Linked DNA regions of Mus musculus: regions 2, 3, 4 and 5 are each linked to region 1. Evidence: chromatin contacts called from public HiCAR-type and promoter capture Hi-C data. All regions are on one chromosome and are shown on one strand. The core of a region is the stretch at or near the end of the contact, and the rest is flanking DNA. Distances in the headings are between cores, read along the strand shown.

What was found. Promoter capture Hi-C pulls out the DNA fragments that hold promoters and counts their contacts. HiCAR-type assays count read pairs that join an accessible place to other places.
Region 2: a contact with region 1 is called in a promoter capture Hi-C map of embryonic stem cells, with 7 times the contacts expected there. The contact joins the promoter of Plekhh1 here to the promoter of Fntb in region 1. A contact is called at or near these places in 1 of 39 promoter capture datasets (embryonic stem cells) and 1 of 115 datasets of contacts at active chromatin or transcription factors (astrocytes).
Region 3: a promoter capture Hi-C map of hippocampal neurons shows a contact between it and region 1, with 4 times the contacts expected there. The contact joins the promoter of Vti1b here to the promoter of Fntb in region 1. A contact is called at or near these places in 2 of 39 promoter capture datasets (hippocampal neurons and liver) and 1 of 115 datasets of contacts at active chromatin or transcription factors (astrocytes).
Region 4: a contact with region 1 is called in a promoter capture Hi-C map of pre-B cells, with 4 times the contacts expected there. The contact joins the promoter of Rdh12 here to the promoter of Fntb in region 1.
Region 5: a HiCAR-type map of astrocytes shows a contact between it and region 1, with 3 times the contacts expected there. The contact joins the promoter of Arg2 here to the promoter of Fntb in region 1. A contact is called at or near these places in 3 of 39 promoter capture datasets (hippocampal neurons, liver and pre-B cells) and 2 of 115 datasets of contacts at active chromatin or transcription factors (astrocytes and embryonic forebrain).

What each region holds. Positions count from the first base shown.
Region 1 is chr12:76,835,497-76,839,976 of GRCm38.p6, forward strand. Fntb (farnesyltransferase, CAAX box, beta) reads left to right here and starts at 1,971. Exons shown (of 12, transcript NM_145927.2): 1 at 1,971-2,155. The coding sequence starts at 2,012.
Region 2 is chr12:79,027,476-79,031,691 of GRCm38.p6, forward strand. Plekhh1 (pleckstrin homology domain containing, family H (with MyTH4 domain) member 1) reads left to right here and starts at 1,688. Exons shown (of 29, transcript NM_181073.3): 1 at 1,688-1,945.
Region 3 is chr12:79,170,804-79,175,668 of GRCm38.p6, forward strand. Vti1b (vesicle transport through interaction with t-SNAREs 1B) reads right to left here and starts at 1,655. Exons shown (of 6, transcript NM_016800.3): 1 at 1,417-1,655. The coding sequence starts at 1,531. It overlaps Rdh11 (retinol dehydrogenase 11), which reads right to left. Exons shown (of 7, transcript NM_021557.6): 7 at 3,430-4,865.
Region 4 is chr12:79,207,321-79,211,540 of GRCm38.p6, forward strand. It overlaps Rdh12 (retinol dehydrogenase 12), which reads left to right and starts at 1,593. Exons shown (of 7, transcript NM_030017.4): 1 at 1,593-1,788; 2 at 3,521-3,639; 3 at 4,068-4,220. The coding sequence starts at 1,721.
Region 5 is chr12:79,128,574-79,133,150 of GRCm38.p6, forward strand. It overlaps Arg2 (arginase type II), which reads left to right and starts at 2,215. Exons shown (of 8, transcript NM_009705.3): 1 at 2,215-2,407; 2 at 3,268-3,340. The coding sequence starts at 2,297.

The DNA of each region.
Region 1 (4,480 bases), core at 721-3,220:
GTGTGTGTGTGTGTGTGTGCGTGCGCGCGCGCCTGAGTGTGTATATGTACCATGTGTGTGTGAAAGTCTGCAGAGACTAGGAGAGGGTGTTTAAAAGCCTAGAACTGGAGTTAAAAGAGTTACAGGTAGTTGTGAAATGTCACATGGGTTCTGGGAACCCAACCCAGGTCCTCTGCAAGAGCATCAAATATTCTTTACCAATGAGCCGTCTCTCCAGCCCCATAAAGATTTCAATTACACCTGTGTGTCTGTGTGTGGTTAGATGCACATGAGTACAGATGTACTTTAGAGGTCAAAAGAGGGCATTGGATCCCTGGAGCTGGAGATGAAGGCAGATGTGAGTGGCCAGTTAGGGTGATGGGAAATAAAAAGGTCCTCTGTAAGAGCAACAAGTGTTCTTCACCACTAAGCTGTCTCTCCAGCCTCACAGGGCTTTCCTAAAATCACCACTCTAACATTGTATTTGTGAGGTATATAAGGATATACTCATTCAAGGGTTATCAGAATTAACCGAAGCATGCACAAGTATATTTATGGCATGTTCCTTCAAATGCCGTTCTGTCTTCTTGCTGTCCTTCATTGTTTTGTTATAGATGGCTACTACTTTGGTTTTCAGCTTAAGAGACCTAAAGAAAGAAGGGTCTGGCTCAGCCACCAAATTTAATTAGAACTCAGTTTCTTCTGTCAGTTTCAAAGACATTTTTATTTTCTTTCCTTTCTAATTTCGAAAAATTTCATTCTGTGTGTGAGCCTGTATTTACTGTGCCTTCTCTTTTCTTTAAAGTTCTAGTTTGTTTCCTTTTTTTGTTTAATTGTTTCTGAAGAGAGAGAGAGAGAGAGAGAGAGAGAGAGAGAGAGAGAGAGAGAGAAGATGTGGAGTTGGGTGGATGGGGAAATTGGGAGGATTTGGGTGAGGGAAACTGTGATTTGAATATATTGCATGAAAAAATCATTTTCAAATATATACGTATGTATATATATATGAAACAGTAACATTAAAAACGTGTATGGGTATTTTGCCTGCATGTGCACATGTGCATTACTTGTGTGTATGTTGTCTGTGGAGGCCAGAAAAGGGCGTCAGATCCTCTGGACCTGGAGTTATGGGTGGCTGTAAGTCTCCAGGTGGCTGCTTGGAATCCTGTGGCGCTGCAGCCCCTGCTGAGCCACCCGTCCAGGCCTGACTCTATTATTATTTTCTGTCATACCATAATTGGAAGCTGTCAAATATTTATGTTCACTTATTTAATTCTGCCTATTCCTCAAAAATGAAATTCAGATGTAATCTAAGGAAAAGGGCATTGTAATTTTGTTCACTTCTGCATTCCTGGGCTCTGGCACGGAACAAGTAGCAGGAGCTCCATGAATATTTGTTGATATTTCTTTGGATGATGCATTTACACTCATTTCTTCTATGGTATTTTAGTTTCTTTTAGTTTCTGCCATTGCACTGTAACCTCCAAAGGAGAAAATTACAGTACTACATTTCTCTATCTCTGAGTATTGAGACCTGCAATTCTGCTAATGCACAGAAAAGCTGAGGCTTCTCCTAAGAGGCTGTCAAGGACCCAAAGGTGCATGGTAATTCTATTAGTTAATAGCGTGACTGAGGTACTCAAGAGAGATGTCAGAAATGCTTTTTTTTTTTTTTTTTTTTTTTAGGTTACATTCTTAGGGTTCTTGAACAGCTGAAATCGCAAGCTACTGCATTACAATTAGGCGAGAGCGAAACGTTGACGTTTTCTTTTTTATTATTTGCATAACGAACCGAGGCATCCTAGATCTCCTTTCTCCAGAAAGCTGATCTCCTGCAGCAGCTCATCTGTCCGACGGGGGGCGGCAGTATCCCAGTAACTCACTTCTTGAAGATGTGTAGGTGGGAGGAGAGATTCGCGTTCAAAATCTTTTTGACTCTACGGACTTTCCGTAGCGCCTTAGCCCGCTCGAGTTTCAATGCGCGTTGTTGCTGGATGAAGCTGAGTCCTATACAGCGCTCGCAGCTCTCCCGATCATGGCTTCTTCGAGTTCCTTCACCTATTATTGTCCTCCATCTTCCTCCCCTGTTTGGTCAGAACCGCTGTATAGTCTGAGACCTGAGCACGTGCGGGAGCGGTTGCAAGACGACTCAGTGGAAACAGTCACATCCATAGAACAGGTGAGGTGGCAGGACTGGGCGAGGCGCCCGCGCGGGGCCTTCTGGGAGTAGGAGTCCCTTTTGTAAGCCCGTCTCGGGGCAAAACTCTCCATGGAACTACAACTCCCGTAGTGCACTGCGCCCCCGCCCCCGAGCTCTAGGCGCCCAGACTGGGGCTTCCGAGTGGAGCGTTTTCGGGGCTTACTTGGGTAGGAGAGGGTTGTTGTCAGGGCTGGGTTTGGAGAACAGGACAGTACCCCTGATCTCTCTGCTTCGGACGTTGTAAAGGATCTTGTTTCGTGTCTGGAGTCCACAGCAGCCTGGGCGGACCAGGTAGTCCGCTCCGTTCTGTTTAGATGTCTTGAGGTTCTAGGACCGACCGCTCACTTTTCTTCACATGTTCGCAGTTTCCGGACATCTAGGGGATCGAACGGCCGGACTGTGGTCATGTCATCCCTAAATCGATTTAATTTCTGACCTATTGGGTCAGGTTGAGGCCTACCTCGTGGTGGGTAACCATTTGAGCACTTGCTGTTGAACGCTGGAAATACAGAAAAAGATAACAGCCCCTAGGCAAGAGCCTGGTTGGGCAAGACAGACTGGAAAACTGTATAGTTCGGAAAGCACAAAAAAGTATGGAGTTTGAACTGCTTGTGATTCACTAAGGCCTAGAGTGTACCAGACATGCCATTTTGAAAAGTGTTTTAAGGTGTGAGTAGTGAGTTGATAGCTTACATTTTTCTCACTCTCCATTTGGAATTGTTCCCAAATCGGTTGTTGTAGAGCTGTTTACCCATCTGTTACTAGAAGTGGTCAGGATGAGTCCTGTCGCTAAGGAATAGGCATTCAGCCACTTACTAAAATAAGATCTTACTAAGATCACTACTCAGGCTTAACTGTGGAGGGACCGGCTTCATCTTATCTTAAAGCTGTGAGCCTCTATTTAGGCAAAACTAGCAGCAAATAATGACTGTATAAAAATTTCAGTTTTTATGTGTGCGAATGTGTGTATGGCATGTGTTTGTACGTGTTGATACCAGGACACACAATATGTGGGTTCGGAAGATCCAACTGAAGTTGGCAGGCTTGCATAGGAAGCACCTCTACCCACTGAGCCATCTCTCTTGCCCTAAAGATTCATAACAGAACAAGGGATTGGACACATGGTTATTCACCTAGTAGCAGAGGGACTGTTTTAATCTTTGAGTCAATGCCTTGTGGGCTTTAGGGTAATAAAGGGAACTTTTTGGCTTCAGCTCTCTAACCTAGTTAACTGTGTCCCACAGAAGACTTTTATAAAACATTGCAAAGAAATCTTTCATCAGTGACAAAATCTTCAGAATCTTTGCAGGGTTTGGAGCAATTTGGGGTTTTTTGGTCTGTTTGTTTTTTCGAGCTAGGGTTTCTCTGTGTAGCATTGGCTGCCTGGAACTACTCCGTAGACCAGGCTGGCCTCGAACTCATAGAGATCTGACTGCCTCTGCCTCTCAAGTTCTGGGCTAGAACATGTGCCTCTACTACTTGGGTAGAGCGGTGTTTCTGTAGTTGATAAGACAACTACAAGCCTTTTCTTTTGAAGTTACAGGGTTAAACAGGACACACACACGTACACCATTTATATCTTTAACTGATCTGACTTAGAATAGCGGTTCTCAACCTTCCTAAAGCTGTGACCCTTACTATAGTTCTATAGTTCCACATGTTGTGGCCACTCCAACCATAAAGCTGTTTTAAAAAGCTTCACAACTGTAATCTTGCTACTGTTATGAATCATAATGTAAATAGCTTGTGTTTTCCAATAGTCTTAAGGCGACCCCTGTGACAGGGTGGTCATGACCCACAGGTTGAGAAACGCTGACTTAGCAGATAAGGGTATACAGGATGCTAATGAAGAAAACAGAATCAGAGTTAAGTCTGTCACTTACAAAACCATCTGTGTTGAGAGTTAACATCTCATCGTGAGTTTTCTGATCTGTTGTCTATTATATATACTGTTTTTCAGTAGACCGCTGAAGTTCCTTCCTTGCTTGGTTCCTATAAGGATAAAACAACTTAACTTCTGAGTAGGCATTACGAGCAATAAAAAAATGGACACAGGATGCTCTGAAAAGAGCCAGGCCAAGGCCAGGGCTGGGGAGGATGCTAAGTCCTGATAGGTCAGTGTAGAGTGTCTGTCAGATACAAGCCCAATGGTATGATAGTCTTATGTTTTATGTCAGTATCACAGCTCACATTAAAAAAAAAAATTTAATGTATATGAGTACACTGTAGCTGTCTTCAGACATATCAGAAGATGACATCAGATCTCATTACAGATGGTTGTGAGCCACTATGTGGTTGCCGGGA
Region 2 (4,216 bases), core at 438-2,937, 2.2 Mb after region 1:
TGGTCACTAGTAACAACAAGCTAACCATCTAAAATTCAACTATTTGTTATTACAAATGTAAGGTTTTTAATACATCACACTTAGCGTCAACAAATTAATAATGTCAAGAATAAAAAGCAAGCTGGGTGTGGTGGCATACATCATTAGTCCTGGCATTCTGGAGGTAGAGGCCAACAGACCTCTGTGAGTTCAAGGCCAGGCTGATCTACAAGGTGGGTTACAGATCAGCCAGGGAGATACTTGCTGTGATCCTATCTCAAGGGGGGCGGGGAGGGAGTGAAAAGAAGGGCTGCTTAATTAGCATTAAAAGGTGTTTGTAGCCGGGCGTGGTGGCGCACGCCTTTAATCCCAGCACTTGGGAGGCAGAGGCAGGCGGATTTCTGAGTTCGAGGCCAGCCTGGTCTACAAAGTGAGTTCCAGGACAGCCAGGGCTACACAGAGAAACCCTGTCTCAAAAAAAATAAATAAATAAATAAATTAATTAATTAAAAAAAAAGGTGTTTGTAAATACATATATATATGGATATAGACAGATGCATATAAATACATATATGAATATGCATATACATAATATATATAATGACAATAGTTGCATTTGGGTAGGGGTGATCTGCCAAAAACGGATAAAGTCTTAGTGTCCACTATTAGCCCTCTGAATTTGAAATTCATATCATGCTCAAGATTGCCTATTCAAAGTGTATGGAAGTGTCACCCCTTCACAAAACCCAGAGGTCTTGCCTATAAAGTCACTTGGAGTCCCACCCACCCAATTTAACTGCCTTCCTTAGTTCCTGAGCTTTCAAAACCGTGCATGAGAATGCCTAAGGAGGTTTGCTCCGTGGGCAATTCCCCTCTCCCTTCCCACCCCCAGATTCAGATTTAAACCTGGGGTGGGGCTGGGGATTTTTCTCGGTGAGTGCTTGGAGTGAATATTCTAGGCCCCGGGGTGTTTTGTTTCTGTTCAGTTTATGGAATTGGGAAAGGCAGCTTTTGTTTTCCCCTCCCCTCCCCTCCCCTCCCCTTTTCTTTCCTTCCTTCCTTCCTTCCTTCCTTCCTTCCTTCCTTCCTTCCTTCCTTCCTTCCTTCCTTCCTTTCTTTCTTTCTTTCTTTCTTTCTTTCTTTCTTTCTTTCTTTCTTTCATTCATTTTGTGTGCTGGGAATTAAACCCAGGACCTCCTTCATGAGTTCCGCCGCCCACTTAGAAGAAGCTCCTTCCTAACTACATTTCATTTGCATCTTCCTCAGCCCCATCCCCTAACCAAACATCTAGTCCCCTAACCAAACATCTAGTGTCCCACTCCCTCTGGGTGTATAATTGTTATTGTGTGAGTTAGGTATTGCAAACCAGGGCTCCTTGCCCTTCTGGCTCCCTGGCTGTCGCCTTTAAAATAAGCAAGACAAACACAAACAAACAGGTTCTCCTAGAGCTGTAGTGACTCGCTCCCCCTTCTCTCTCTCTCAACTCCAAATCAGTTGTGCAGACTGCTCGCTCCCAGTAACCAGGTGGGACTTTCCTACAGGTGGCTAGACACTCGCTGGGACCTCCTTCCGCGGAGGGAGGGTCCAGTCTGGTGAGCATCCCGCCGGGGATCCCACGCTGTCTGGGGGTCGCAGCGCGCAGCCAGCCCTCCAGGCGGCCCCGGCCGCGCCCCGCGGTGGGAGGCTGCGGCTGCTGAGGTCATTTCCTGTGCCTGGCCGCGAGCTGCCCGCCGAGCGAGCGCGGTGCGGACACAGCCGGCGCGGCGCTGCTCCCAGCGCTGGGGCGGGCTTTGTGCGGAGCTCCGGGGACCTTCCAGGCTCCGACCTCGGCCCGCCACGCCCACCGCGACCCCTGCAGCGGGGGAGCGGAGACCCGGGGGCCTCTCCGCACTCGGGGAGAGCCACTGTGGGGCAGAGGCGCGCGTGGCGGTCGGGGTCGCGGCGGGACTCCCGGCAGCTCACTCAGGTGAGCCGGGCGGGTCGGGGAGGGCCGGGGGGTGTGCCGCTGGGAGAGGGCGTCCGGCGGGACGGACAGGGCTGACTCCTCGCGGCCGGGAGGGCAACTCTGGAGCAGGTGCCTCTCTACCTGGGAGCCGTGGGACGGGCGCAGGCAACCAGGAGCTCCAGGACACCCGCACTGGGAGGCGGTGACTGCCCCTCCCGCAGTAGGTCCTGCTCTTTGGGACCGGCTTGATCCAGTTGCTCCTGGGAAGGCCCCGGGATGTACGTGCAGGCTTCCTTCCAACCCGGTGCTCTCCGCTCAACCCTTCCGCTCCTCTCAGCAGCTTGTCCTAGGTTGCTTGTTAATGTGATTGCTGGATGTCTCTCCTAGGAGTCCTAGGAGTCAAGCTGAACTCATACTGACGGCGTCCTGCCAAGCAGAAAAGAACACAGGTTGGACTCTGAGTGACATCAGGGGCTTTGTGTCCTAGCAATCTTAGGAATACGTCTCCCACGGAGGGTGGCAGAGGTAGCGAGACCCTGTGGAAATAGAATGTTCTCCCTGTTGCTCCTTCAGCATACTTCCTCCCTGTCAGGATCTTCAATCAGCTTCTACTGTAAATCCGCCTCATAAAACTTACTGACATTGACAAACTCCGGGTTCCAGGAGAATGCTCGAAAGATCGTTATTTGAAATAAGTAACCCTTCCCCCCACCCCCAATGTAGTAGCTATCAATCCTCAGCACCAGACTTTCTGGACTGTCTTGTTCAGGACACTGTGCGGTGCAAATAGTCGCCACTCAGTTCAACAATCCATTCACCTTTCTCTGTGAAGGAGGAAACTGGGACTCAGAAAACTTGTGTCTTGCCCAAGGTTATAGTGAAAGACTGTAAAGGTCACGTAGAGACAGGACTCAAACGTAAGCCTTCTAGATTCCACATGTGATACTGTCCTTTGCCTTCCCCTAGCTGCCTAAGGGACCTACTCAGAGCTGTTTTGTGATATTGTTAACCCTGTGGTCCCAAACTTAGGGAAATGAACAATTAGCCTAAACCAGTGTGCTGCCCTTCTGACTGAATCGGTCATCAGCAGTAGAGAGAACTGTGTTCCTCTCAATCCACTCTTAATGGTGTATTCTTTTTCTTTTTTCTCTTTTTTAAATTTCTTTTCTCTGTTTGTCTCTTTCTCCTTCCCCCACCTTTCTTTTCGGAGTCTCTCAACAGCCCTCCTGCCTCAGCAGCCTGTCTAGTGCTGGTGACACGTCACCACATCCAACTCATCTCTCCTAATTATTTTCCTTATCTCTACAAGGCTGTGTATATGTATTGAAATCTGTGTTCCTTACAGGTTGGGGAATGTTTTATTCGTGTAGATGTTTAGGTGTGGGAATCCCCTCCATCACTGCGTACGGGTGCTGAGCCACCATCTGTATTCTAAGGATGGACCAATAAGCTGTCTAACCCTGTCTGACCCTCTACTAATAGCCGGTTCCAGACTGATAATATAGCCTGGCGTGGTGGTCCTTCCCTATAATCAAAATACTTGGAAGGGTAAGGTAGTGGGATCACAGATCCACAGTCTACTATGTAGCAAGTTCCAGGCCTGCCTAGGCTATATAATAAGACCCTGAGAGAAAACCAAACGCTGGAGTCTGATTTGAAGAATAGGCACTTACTGTTGGCTGAAGTATGAATTAGGGGAGCCTCAAGGGAGTGCACTTTACAATGTTCATTACTTAACCCTATGATCCCATTTCTAGGACTACCCTTCAGATATATGCTGATACATATAAAATGAGGCATATTCATTGAATATTCATTGTAGTATTGTTTATTTTAGCAAAAGGTTGGAAAGAACTCAAATGTCCATCAACAAGGGACTCTTAAATAAGGTCATGTAATAGCCTCACAATAGGACGCATTAAGGTTCTTGACCAGGATGTATGCTGACGGGAAGAGCTCTGAGTGCTGCTGTTAAGTACAGAGAATGTAGTGTATCAGGCTAAAGAGGTGGCTCAGCAGGTAAGGGCTTACCGCTCTTGCAGAGGATCTGAGTTTGGTTCCTAGCATCTTCACAACTGCAACTCCATTCCATCTGACACCCACCCTATCCTCCCTCCGGCCTCTGAGGACACCACACATACACACATTATACACATACACACATGCACATTACACACACACATATACATACACATTATACACATACACACATATTACATACACATTACACACACATTATACACACATACACATACATATTACACACATATTACATACACATATAGACATTAC
Region 3 (4,865 bases), core at 405-2,904, 2.3 Mb after region 1:
ACTTGGGAGGCAGAGGCAGGTGGTTTGAGGCCAGCCTAGTCTACAGAGAGAGTTCCAGGACAGCCAAGACTACACAGAGAAACCCTGTCTTGAAAAACAAACACAAACCCAAAAAAACAAAAACAAGCAAGCAAAAAGAGCATCCTAAGAATAACTGTGTAGAGAGCTAATATTTCTAAATAAAACAACAAACACATATTAATAATAGCTGGTAGCTCTTACTGTTGCCAGACGGTGTTTTTAATAGCTTTACATATCTCATTTACTCCCCACAAAAACTCCATGAAGTCAGATGCTACGTTTTACTTTATAGTGGAAACTAGTTTGGTTAAAATAACTTGCAAAGTCACATAGCTAATAAAAGGTGTATGTAACTTAGATAATCTGACTCTAGAACTCTTTTCTTTCCTTCCTTCCTTTTTTTTTTTTTTTTTTTTTAATTTTTGATAGAGTCTCAAGATAGAAGAATCTAGCTGGTCTGGAACTCTGTGTTGCTGTGTAAAACCAGGCTGGCCTTGAACTCACTGAGATTCTGTTTCTACCTCCCAAGTGCTGGGATTAAAAGTGTTCACCACTGGCAATCTCTTGAATGGCAGAAAAATATTTTGTCATACACTGTTATCTTTAATGCACAGGTAGACATTCTCATCTCCAGCTCAAACGAGTATGCGCCTCTTATTTAAGTTCATTCATTCAACTGATCACGTGAGAAGACACGGCCCCTTCTCAATCTTCCTCCTCACATCCACCAGTCTCATAAATCTCGGCACCACCTGTTGGATTTAATGCTCACTCTCCAGATTCGCATGCTTACCCAGTCAACTGTCATAGAAGCTCCTAACACAGTCTCTTATAGCCATTCTCACATCCTCTATCCAGCTATCCGCCGCCTTGCTTCTAAAATGAAATCCACATTACTCCGCTGCTTATGTTCCTTAAGGATTTACCCTAGTACGTCAAAAAAGTCTAAATGTGAGACTTCCGGTTCCTCTCCAATGTAGCTGTCTTCCTCCCCTCACCTCCCGCCACTGTCTCACATATAAGCTAATCTCCATGGTTACAACTATTTTTAAAATTTCATTGCCTACCAAAATGCCAAACTCCTACATGCCCAACTCCAAATTAAGGGTTTTTTTTGTTTTTTGTTTTTGTTTTTTGTTTTGTCACAGGAGCACAGATTGAAGAATGCCCTATGCTACTGGGAGAGGAAGATAACTAAAGGCTCGCTAGGAGAGGACATCCTAATGTCTATCCCTTTGCACGCCCCCAGTCACCACAAGAGGCAGCACACCCTGGGCGTCCGGGGCCCGACAGCAGCAGGGGGCGTGCCCAAAGGGGAAGCGGGGAGCCCCGGGTCGGTGTTTGGGATCCTGCACCCTGCGGAGTCCTCCCGGCCTGGTCCCGCCCCCGCCTCACCTGTCCCCGCGGTCCCCAGCAGCCGCTCCGGCACCCCTTGTAAGTCTTCAAGGAGGCCGCGGAAGATCTCGTGCAGCTTCTCGAAATGCTCGGAGGAGGCGGCGGAGGCGGCCATGGCGCAGGTTGCGCGTGAGCTGCGGCCACCGGGCGCTGGGCCCACTCCCACCTCAGCAATCAGCTGCCCAGCCCCGAAGCCATCACTGCAGCCGCACCTCGGCCTCCCGGAATCAGGCGCTTCCGGGGTCCTCGGAGCCGGACGCCCTCCCCCTGCTTGTCACTGCACGGGCGCCGGGCGCCAAAGCCTGACAAGAAGCCGGGGCGGGGACGACACTCAGCTACTACAGGGGCGCGGTCTCGCGCCAAGACGAGCCGGTGGCTCCGACCTGGAGACAAACAGTGGGCACAGAGGAGGTACCAAAGGGAAGGGCCCGAGGGAGCCCGCGGGACTGGCGCCTCGGCCGCCTCATCCGGGCCCGCCGGTCCTGCAGTGCATACTGGGAATTGTAGTTAAGTGAGGGAGGACGGCCGTGCAGGGAGGGCCCGGAGTGCCAGCGGTGTTGCGCAGACTGGCTAGCACACGCCCCTCGCTGTCATCGCAGTTCCTTCTGCCACCTGACTTCATATCCCGTCTAAATGTTCAGTCTCAGCCCTAGATAGATGAGCAGAGGCCTGCCTACCCTCGGATGGTATAACTCTAATAAAAGTGGAGAGATTAAGTGGCCAGGGTCACATGTTTTCAGAACCGGAAAATGGGCAGTGTGATCCCAGAATACCCACAGCTTTTAGCGGCTGAACCAGTCCAGACCATTAGGCTGCCCCGGGTTCTCATTCACAACATGTTAAGAATAGACATTTTGATAAACCAAAGTTATATATTGATCAAAGTAATTTTGTCTCTGCCCTTGGGTAATGTATGATTTGGTGTGGAAGACAGACCCATCTTATCTGCCCTTATGTGAAATATATCAACAATTACGAAGTCCTTTCTGTCCTTCCATAGATATAAACCCCTGTGTATACTGTTGGCAGGGTTTCCAACAAAGGGCCCACTCACAAAAGTTTTCGTGGTGATTCAATATTTATACATGGAAATATATATATATATATATATATATATATATATATATATATATATATATATATATATATATAAAAGGGTGTTACCGAGGGGTACAACACTTATCTAGCATAAGCAAATCCTATAGTCCATCTTCTAAGGTGTGTGTGGGAGTGGGTTCCTGGTGATTTTTGTCTTTGAAGCCCTGGGTTTTACAAGCTTGAATCCACCAACCGTTAAATTCAATGAAAAAATAAAAACAAAACGCAGTGTGCAGGGATGACAAAGTCTGATGTTGTTAGCAGTGGTGCGAAGTCTTAATATTTTTCTTATAAAATTAAAAGGTAGTTCAAGAGTGTTGTTGTTCAATTTTAATCCTAGCACTTGGAAGACAGAGGCAGATGGATCACTGAGTTCGAGGCCAGCCTGGTCTACAGAGCACATTGCAGGACAGCCAGACCATATAGAGAAACCATGCCCAAAAAACATAAAATTAAAAAATTTATACTTGAATATGTATGAACACATGTGAGGGCAAGTGCCCTGCCTGTGGAGCCCAGAAGAGGGTGTTGGGTCTTTTGGAGCTGGAGTTACAGGTGGGCTGCCTGCCATGCTGTTAAGAGTTGTGTGTGATCCAAAGAACTGTGACATTTCTTCAACCCCAAGTCTTATCTTTCTGTCGCAGAAATAGATATAAAAAGGAGCTCCTGCCAAGACCGAGAGATGTGGAAACAGTGACCTTTGGTCGGTGTCACGTAAGTAGAAAATGATTTGATGATTGGTCTGGTGATCACAAACCAAATTAACGACACTTGCATTTTAGGTGTACTATAGTGATTCTGGGACACAGGCATCCAATAGAATGGGAAATAACTGCATAACTGTGTTTTCTTTAAGCTACAATTACTTTCATTTAATTCTAACAGTTATAATCTAGAATTAAAAACAAGGTAATTGAAAAGAACCTTTGTTTTCATTGACAAGTGAATATAAATTAAGTGAAATATTATTTTAATTAATCACTGCATTGTCAAAAATTTTCCAATATCCCCATAAACTAATTTTAAAATACGTTTATTGGTCAGAACAAACCCATAAATTTATTAATTTACAAATATTAGAAGTTAAAGATTGTGGTCCTGTCAGTCTTACATATTCAAGCTTAAAATATAATTGTCAGCCCGAGGAAATGGCAAACTCCCTTAGAATAGCATCCTCCAAACCAGTGATGGGAACATGAGGGATTCCTGACACCCTTGGTCTGCATTGCTTTTGATAAAAGCTCTCCAAATAAAGCAGAATCGTAGTAAATTGAGGCTATCTCTACTTTCTTTTGCAGTGCTGGGATCAAACCCAGGGGCCTCAACATTTCAGGAGAGCATACCCCCAAAGTCAAAATTGATTTCTTTTTTTTTTACAAAATTATTTGTATGTGTGCCTGCATATATATCTATGCACCACATTCCTGCAGGGCCTGTGGAGGTAGATGAGGCTGTCTGATCCTCTAGATCATCTATAACTGAGGTTATAGATGGTTGTGGTTGCCAAGTGGGTCCTAGTAATTGAACCAGGGTCCTCTGGAACAGCAGGCATTACTAAGCCATCCCATCTCTCCATACACATTCCTGAAATGGACATCTTGTTAAGCTAATGTAAGAAAATGCTCTAAAAGATTATGAACTGACTATAATTACCAATCCTTAGGATAACATTTCTGAATAGAGAAATATTTCACTCTTGTGCTTTGGACATTTTCCTATCACTCTGACTGACTGGTGATTAAGACAGTGTGCCTTTCTGTAGCTGTCTATTACTGCCTTTCCGTTATGGTTTTAGATCCTCAGCTGACCCCTTCATTATCATGTGTCCCCTCCTAGGATTTTTCTTTTAAACTTCTTCCCTGCGGCATCTGTGCTTCTCAGTGACCGATTACAACACAGATAGTGTCTCCCTTGCTTTGCAACTGTACTCAAAGACTCCACAGTGATTTGTCCCATCTCTGGTAATTTGTCTACACTACAGTCTGATTAAGAACTTTTCCTTTGTGGCTATTGTGAATTTTGTGGAAACACATTCAACTGCATGAATGCACAAGAAGACACACAAAATCGACACAATGACAATGAGAAGGCCTTTCCTTTTCTAGTTTCCTAAGAGAAACTAAGGCACAAAAAAGAGGCCTCTGTGGGTCTGGGGTCAGTAACTGACCCCAGTGACCTATCGTCTCATACCGTTCCTTTCATTACCTCCTTACTAGGCTGAGAAACAGCGGGAGAAAATGACAGTTTGGCTTTATTTTTATCTCTGCCCTTCAAATCCCACAAATTTCTTAGAGAAGGAAGCTCTTCAGTGGTCTGGACATAGAAAAGTGTCTCAGAAGCCAAAGCTTCAG
Region 4 (4,220 bases), core at 343-2,842, 2.4 Mb after region 1:
TCATTGGAAGATGAAAAGAGGGGGAAGCGGAGGAGTGGAAGAAGAGGAAGAGGCATTTACAGTTTTCACACTTGCTCTTATTCTGTAGGCTCTGTTCTTACAGAATGTTCTAGACCATGGTGACATCGGCCACAGCTGTGTGACTCCACTTGACAAACCACCACCAAAGGTCAAATCAGAGAGTAGCCCCTCATCTCTGTTTTACAAAGCTGCTGTCCCACTGCTGTGTCCTCCCCTGAGTCCACCTGACCTGAGAATCATCTGAGGTGAGTGGCCCGAGTGGCCATGTGGAGACTTGCAACTGATAATCACTCCCATTGGATAATCAAGTAAACTGAGGCAGCAGAAAGACTCAATAACTTGCCCAGGACCTTGAAGCTTGAAGGATGCTGAGCTGGGATTTGAGTCAGGAATTTGAGTCTAGCTCGAGAATACTTAAACACTCTACTCTTGCTTGACATGTCGTTGGGTGTGTCAACTTCACTGAAGTGTAATGTAAAGAACACACACAAAATGCCCAAATCAAAAGCGCCCAACTCAGTGATTGTTCACAGTAAGCACACCTGTGTACTAGCACGAAGATCAAAGACCAGCACATTGCCAGCCCCACAGGACCTTCAGCCACTCCCTATTTCTTCCATTTATTTATTTTTAACTTTTACTTATTTAATTGGTTATATATACATGAGAGTGCAGGAATGCACAGGCTTCAGCATGTGTGGAGGTCACAGTGTCACTTGGAGAGTTGGCTGTGGGACCTGGGAACCAAACTCAGGTCACTGTGCCTGTTTGCTATTGCTGATACCTGCTGAGCCACTTTCCCTGCCCTGTTAATTTACTTTGGGGTTTGTAGGGACATGCATATGGAGATTAGAGAACAAGTTTTCAAAAGTCAGGTCACTCCTTTTACTTTGTCTTCGAAGCAAGGTTTGTGCGTACCTACCTCTTGATCCTGCAGTTCCACTTCCTCGAGGCTACCTGGCCTTTGAGCTCCAGTTTCCATTTTGAAGTAGGACTACTGTGGTTACAGACGGCAGCCACTCTTCTGGCCTGAGCTGCCACATCTGACTTCTACATGGATCCTGGGGATTGGACACATACCAACAAGCTCACATGGAAAGTGCTTTGACCTACTTAGCCATCCTTCTTACTATCTCTCTTCCATTTTTAATCACACATATTTCAAGCATCATTAGGACTTGGAGGATTTTTTTTTTGTTTGTTCGCATGCTTGCTTTTTTCTTTGTTTTGTTTTTTTTGGTTTGGTTTTGTTTTGACACAGTTTATTATGTTGTTTAGGCCAGTCTTGAACTACAGACTCAAGTGATCATCTGCTTCAGCCTGCCAAATACGTTGATTATAAGACGTTGTCACTATGCCTGGCTTTTTTGAAGCCTGCTGATAATGTGTAACATATTCTATCTTGAAAATAGCGTGTTGAGGAGGAACTCCAGTATTGCCAAATTCTCACTGCCAATATAAGGTGAAGCCCTAATCTTTCCTTAAGCCCCACCCCTCTAGGACTACAACTCCCAGGAGGCTGTGCTCTGGCGGCTCTCGGATTTAAGTAAGATTCTGGGCATTGCTTAAGCCAGCCAGTTGCTGAGTGTCCCAGAGTGAGAGGAACCAAGAACCAACAGAAGCTGCCAGGAATTGGAGCCAGAGAAGGATCCTCGGGCTAGGTTGAGGGTGGGAAGCAGCAACTAAGAAAGTTGACAAGATGCTGTTTATCTTGGTACTGCTTACGTCCTTCCTCTCCATCTTGTATCTGACAGCTCCATCCATCAGGTTTGTTTTAATCCAGCAACTCAAAGATACTTTACGAAGATGGTTTTGACTTCTAAAAGAAGAAGGAGGGAAGGTGGCGGAGGCGAGATTAGTACATTAAAAACAGGAAAGGAGGGGTTCTGGATGCCTCTGCAGAAAACGAGAAGGAAGCACCTGGGTGGGAGGAGGTGGGGCTGATTTGAATTCGGATGCCGAGGAAGGAGGAAGGCGGAGTAGATGAGTCCTGTGGCACTTTCCTCTGATTCCTTTAGGTTTCTCTGACACTTTCCTTTTCTTTTCTGTCCCTAGATGAGGTGAGTGTCATGGGGACTTCATCGTTAAGGGACTCCTTGTCAAGTCTTAGGCACTCTGGAAAGGAAGCAAACTCTCTTCCCTTGATACTTCTCTCAAGAAGTGTTTTGGAAATGATTCACTGGGGATTTGTGGAGGTGCCAAGAAATGGCTATTCTATGTGGGGGCTTTAAATTTTGTTGATGATTAGAAAGGTTAGGAGCCAGGTGTGGTTGTACGTGCCTTTAATCCGAGCACTCAGGAAGCAGAAGCAGAAAGAACTCTGAATTAGAGGACAGACTGATCTACAGAGCGAGTTCCAGGGCAGCCAGGGCTATACAGAGAGACCCTGTCTTGAACCTTTGCCCCCTGACCTGACCCCACCCCCACCCCAAAGGAAGGTTAGATAGGCATACTGAGGACAGAGTGTCAAAGTGTCATACTTGGTCCCGGCCACCCTTAGAAATGACTTAAACATCTTTGGGCTTCAGAGGTTTTTTTTGTTTGCTTGTGTGTGTTTGTTTTTGTAATATAGAAGTAATACTGAAATGGCAGGGGAAATTAATATAAATGGCATATGGAAAGATAATATGTATGGAAAATGTGGAAAGATAGTGAGTGCAGAAACTATTTAGCATGGAGGTAGACTGGGTGCAGAAAGTGTTTAAACCTAGACAGAAAATGTATAGAAAATCAAGCCTGGGATAGACCTCATGAGTGTAGAAAAGTGTCTAGCCTAGTCTAAATATTGGGTGTAGAAAGTCTAGCCTAGGCTAGACAGTGCATGTAGAAAATATCAAGAAAAGACAGTGTATAGAAAGTGTCTAGCTCAGTGTCTGCCATCCAGTGATGTTCAGGAAGTATTCTAGACTCTCTGGTCTTGTTTTCAACAAGAAAGCTTTCTCTGTGTGCCAATGGCCTAAATAAAATCCATAATAAAGTGCCAGAAAGTCACTCAGGATGCTCTCTCTCTAAACAAAAAAGACAACTGAGAGGGAAGTAGTTAATGTGTCAACCCAGATGCTATCTGCTAGTTCCTATAGTAACTATTGGAGCCATAGGGCTCAGGACCATTGAGTCCTCTAATGTGTATCACCCATGTGATTCCAATGTGGGTCAGAGGAGGAAGCTGACCCGTGGAAGTCTAGAGATTAGACTGATAGCGTTTTTATCTGACAAGGAATGTCTCCATTGGCCCTGGCTCAGGAGCATTTTCTCTGCTTGCTCAGGTGACTATTTTTAGCTTCTGGACACATGACCTTTCAATTCTTGTCTATGAGCTGGCCACTACCTTGCCCAACCAAAAAGTGGTCCATGCAAATTAATTTCTAACGATGATAAAGTCTTATTTATAACTCCAAGTTAAAGGCCTCCCTCTTTGGGTTTATGTGGCCTTTTTCTTTAATGCATCTCAGCGTGACTTTGGGGAAATGGTGGATGATTTTCCTTCCTTTGGCGACAGGAAGTTCTTTGCTGGTGGAGTTTGTACAACAAATGTCCAGATCCCAGGGAAGGTAGTGGTCATCACAGGTGCCAACACAGGCATTGGCAAGGAGACAGCCAGAGAGCTTGCTCGAAGAGGTGAGTCCTTTCCTTCGGTCTCTGCGGGGCCACACTTTCTGCTCTCTTCACTCAGGTTCTGCCTGGATTTCCTTCTTTCTTCCTGGCCTTGAAGGCTCTGAAGGGAATTCAGGGAAACTGGAATCCAAGCCCAATCCAAGTCCAACTAATTTATTCTGACTTTCAGCATAGTTCCTTTCCCTCCTGCATCTTTCCAATTTCAGAAAGTAAGGAGAATAATGTCTCAGTGTAATATTAGTTAAGTCAGTTATTGTAAGGTAGCTACTAAGCAGAATTAAATAGAGGGTTCTTGGCCCCACTGGGAGAATTTGGAAGTGGCAATATGGCCACTTCACTGCTGTAGGGACAGCTTTGAGTATGCTCTACCTATCAGCCCTAGCTCACTTCCTGTACTTCTACACACATTGCCCTGTTTACTTTGGTCCCAGGAGCACGAGTATACATTGCTTGCCGAGATGTGCTGAAGGGAGAGTCTGCTGCTAGTGAAATCCGAGCAGATACCAAGAACTCCCAGGTGCTAGTGCGGAAATTGGACCTGTCTGACACCAAATCCATCCGAGCCTTTGCTGAACGCTTCCTAG
Region 5 (4,577 bases), core at 965-3,464, 2.3 Mb after region 1:
ACACACTCTGAGGCTGAGACTTGAATTTTCTCTGTAGTTCAGCCAACCTTACAATGAGAGTTTCTGTTTGATTTTCTGCAACTTGAGCTCTATTGCTACAAGAGAGAAGATTCTCCTCAAGGACACACTTAGCAACTTTTAGATCGTTTACTTGTGTCTGGAGCCTTTCGATTTTATCACACAACTCCTTCCTTTCATTCATCATTTTTTCCACAGATACTAAGAGCAGCCAGCCAGTAAAATCATTTTTCGATTTTTTCCCCATCTTGTAGAAAGCTTTGTGCACTGAATCACCTAATTCATTAAGAAAATCAAGGGCATTAGCTTCTTTAAGTTCGGAATATAGTTTCAACCATGGGTCTTCAAAATTCTCTGAGCTCCCAGGAGGGAGAGAATCTGGAGAGGTTTCAATAGTTGAAAGTGCTGGTGGATCAACAAGCCAATTCCAGTATTTTAAAAGATTCATCCTTGTACTTCTGTTACTCTAGAACCACTCCTGGTACCAACTTCTGTATTAGTCAGGGTTCTCTAGAGTCACAGAACTTATGGATAATTTCTAAATAGTAAAGGAATTTATTGATGACTTACAGTCGGCAGCCCAATTCCCAACAATGGTTCAGTCGCAGCTGTGAATGGAAGTCCAAGGATCTAGCAGTTACTCAGTCTCACGCAGCAAGCAGGCGAAGGAGCAAGAGCAAGAGCTAGACTCCCTTCTTCCAATGTCCTTATATTGTCTCCAGCAAAAGGTGTAGCCCGGATTAAAGGTGTGTTCCACCACACCTTTAATCCCAGATGAAAGGCATAGCCCAGATTAAAGGTGTGTTCCTTAACTCGGAGATTCAATCTTCTGGAATCCATAGCCACTACGGCTCAAGATCTTCAAACCAAGATCCAGATAAGGATCTCCAAGCCTCCAGATAAGGGTCACTGGTGAGCCTTCCAATTCCGGATTGTAGTTCATTCCAAATATTGTCAAGTTGACAACCAGGAATAGCCACTACAGCAGGCTACAGAGTCACAGTTAAGAGTACAGTGTTAGACAATCTTGCCACTGTATGAAACACTCAATATGTCCATTTTATCATACTGTAAACTTGTGCTTACAACAAAGAATGCAGATCCTTCTATCTCCCCTAGCTTGCTGTGTCTGTGGAGGCAAGAAGCATCGGATTCCCCAGAAGCTGGGGTTAATGGCTATGCATAAAACTCTGCAAAAACCAGGTCCTCTGCAAGAGCAATGTGTGTCCGTAATTGCAGGGCCATCAGCCACTATTTACTATTAAAACCATGAAAAGCTCCTTGATATTTTTGGATTTGTTTCAGCCTCCTTTTAATTTAGAATGATCAGAATGTGTTGATATAGTTGGCCTCTAGTAACCAGTGCTCTTATTGTTCATGTAAAGAACTGAAAACAGGGGCCCAGAGAGGTAGCTGAACAGTTAAGAGCATCTGTTACTTTTGCTAAGGGCTTGGGTTTGATTCTCAGCACTCACATGGTGGCTCATAAAGGTCTGTAGTAACTCTAGTTCCAGCAAATCCTATATCCACTTCTGACTTCCCTGGGCACCATGAATGTCTGTGGTGCACAAACATATATACAGGCAAAACACTCATACACATTTAAAAAAATCTGAAAAGGAAATAAAATTTTGTTTAAAAAAATTAAAAAAAAAATCTAGAAAGTAATTGCTTGGTAAATTCTAAATTCTCCCCAAAGATCCAAGGTAGGTGAGTTTTTAAAAAGCCAGACTCAAGAGGACACTGATGGGGTAAATGTTTCTAGGATTTTAAGCTTTGAGATAGAAAGCTGCAGATGGATGCTGACTTGGTGTGGGTTAGCAGATGACCCCGGGTGCGGGCAGGCCACGGCCAGTGCCAACTCTTCAGCCGAGATAGCGCCTGGGGCGGGTACATGTGTCAAGTTCTCAAGTTCCACTGAGGTCTCCAACCTGGCAGGGACGCTGCTTCCCGGGAAACCACACAGGTGCCACTCTGATCAGCGGCTTTATGGTATCCGCCTTGGTGGCTTAGGCATCGGGGGCGGGGGGAGCGTGTCCAGGGAAAGAGAGGACAGGTCCAATGGTGACTTAACGGCAGGCGCGTCCCAGGCCCTGGAGAGCTGTAGTCCTCCGAGAAGGTGCGCCGGGGGCTGGTTGGAGGCGTGTCCGAGAGATGCTGACGTCACAGGGCGGTGCGCTCGCCTAGTGAAGCATCGAAGCTGTGGGAGGCTGCACTCACTCGAGGTCCTGAGTTGCACCGAGCCGGTTCTCCTAGGGTAATCCCCTCCCTGCCAATCATGTTCCTGAGGAGCAGCGCCTCCCGTCTCCTCCACGGGCAAATTCCTTGCGTCCTGACGAGATCCGTCCACTCTGTAGCTATAGTCGGAGCCCCTTTCTCTCGGGGACAGGTGAGAGCTGCGACCCGAGCTGACGGGACACTAAGCCTAGAGAGTTTCTTGGGGCCAGGAGGGAGGAGGGGGGAAAAAACGGGGGGAAGAGCTCGCGGGATCCCATGGCGGGTACGTGGAGCGCACGTTGGGTTTTCCTGGACCCAGATGGAGATGAGGGACTGATGGAAGGCAAGGGGGTGAGAGAGGGCACTGGGCATCGAGAGGGAGGGAAGTGGGCATCGAGAAGCGAGCATCTGCGGCCTCCAGGACGACGGAGAGTGGGCATTTCCAGCTTTGGGGTGATGACAGGAAGGAAAAGAGAGAGGATTCCATGGAGGAGCTGGAGAAGGCAAAACCGGGATCGTTGAGAAATTGTCGGAGAGGAGGTTAGAGACGGTGACCGGGGATTAAGGCAGGCTTCAGGTTCTATTCTTGCAGAAAGAGCATTAACCTGGAAAGAAATTGATGTCGGTCTCTGCAACTGCGGGAGGGACGAAGGGGCTTTGTTCTGCCTTCAATGAAAGGAACCTGCTGTCGCGGAGGGCGCACTCACTGATGGGGAAGCTAGGTGCCGCGTTCTGCCAGATACAGGTACCGGATCAAAGCTCACTGAGCCCTTTCCTGATCCGAGACTTTCCTGGTCTGGCTCTCAGTGAGGGACTCAGAAGGTTGATTTGCTTTCAAGAACAGAATCTTCCCTCCGCCCATTAAGCATTTAGTGAAACGATCAGCCTTCTACAGTAGAAGTTTTGATGCTGTGAAAGGTTTGCAGAGGAGTCTTTTAGGAGCTCCGGGTAGCAGCAGAGATTTCTGTGTCAAAGTGTTTCTGCTCCTTTCCTCACCTTCTCTTATGTCTGTGGGGTTTGTATGATTCACAGAAGAAGCTAGGAGTGGAATATGGTCCAGCTGCCATTCGAGAAGCTGGCTTGCTGAAGAGGCTCTCCAGGTTGGGTAAGTGGTTGGATTTCTGTGTTTGTTCCGGAAGGGGAAAAAACCTGTTCAGAATCTCATCTCTTCTATCCTGATCCTGTGGTAGCAGCTTGGCACCTGTAATTTGTTCCCATCTGGTATCCTTTGGATTCCTTCTGCAGATAAACATCTATCAGGGAATCTTCAGAGGAAGTCTTCTTGCAGATAGTGTTGGGGAAAGTGAAGCAGAGCAAAGTAGGTCCTGGAACAGTGTACTGCCAGTGTACTGCCAGTGCAGCTAAGGATTCTAGCTCGCTCAAGAGCTAACTGCTCAGTTAACCTTTCCTGGTTACAAGGTAGCTTTCCTAACTCAGACTTGAGCCAAGCCTGAGTCATCCACCACACGTGTTGCCTCTTTCCAAACCATTTCCTCTCTGGGGCTAGTGGGTTTGTATTATTGTAACCCTGATGTAGATGTTTTTTTTTTTTTTTTCCCCAAAACTACCTAATTATGAAATCACTTGGGTGACTTGTTCAAAGCAGTTCCTAGCTAGCCTCCTCCATGGAAGAGTTCTGACTCCTTGCAGATGAGGTAAGAGCTAGATAGATCTGTGCATTTTTACAGGCATTCCTTGAAGTCAGATTTGCAATTTTCTGTGTTGTAATTAAGGTAGTGTTTAGACTTTTAGGACCAGAAATAAATCAGAATTCCGAGATAAACACCATGTCTACAGTTAGTGGAGAACTATTAGTACTGTGGCATCACATTTCAATACCTGTTTGGTATCTGACCCAAATACGGCTAGCATGTCCCCAGTTGTCTCAAGCACCATTCACAAATCTTTTCTGCTGCTGTGACTATGATTTACACAGTCGATAGAAAGCTTTGGCGACAGGAATGCAGAATCAGGGTGAACTACAGATGTCAACTCTTACTCTGAAACAGTTGATGATCATGAAGCCATTTCAAGGGCCCTCATCCTTCAGAATCAGGAATAATGAAATCGTCTAATGTGTCCCTTTTATGCGGGGCCATGATAGGGAACAAAGACAGATGAAAGCTGACCACAAACAGCAAGTTGGTGAACCAGTGAGTATGTTGAGATGGCATACAGGTGAGGGGCCACATTACAGAGAGCCAACCTCAGCTTGAGTATCAAAACTGTAGTGGCCTAAACACTTTCAAATTAGTCTGGGCCAAATGTCCAAGGATGGGGTGGTCTCTCATAAGGTAGAGGTTGTGATGTCTTTGGAATGGCTTGAGTAACTAGATTACCAG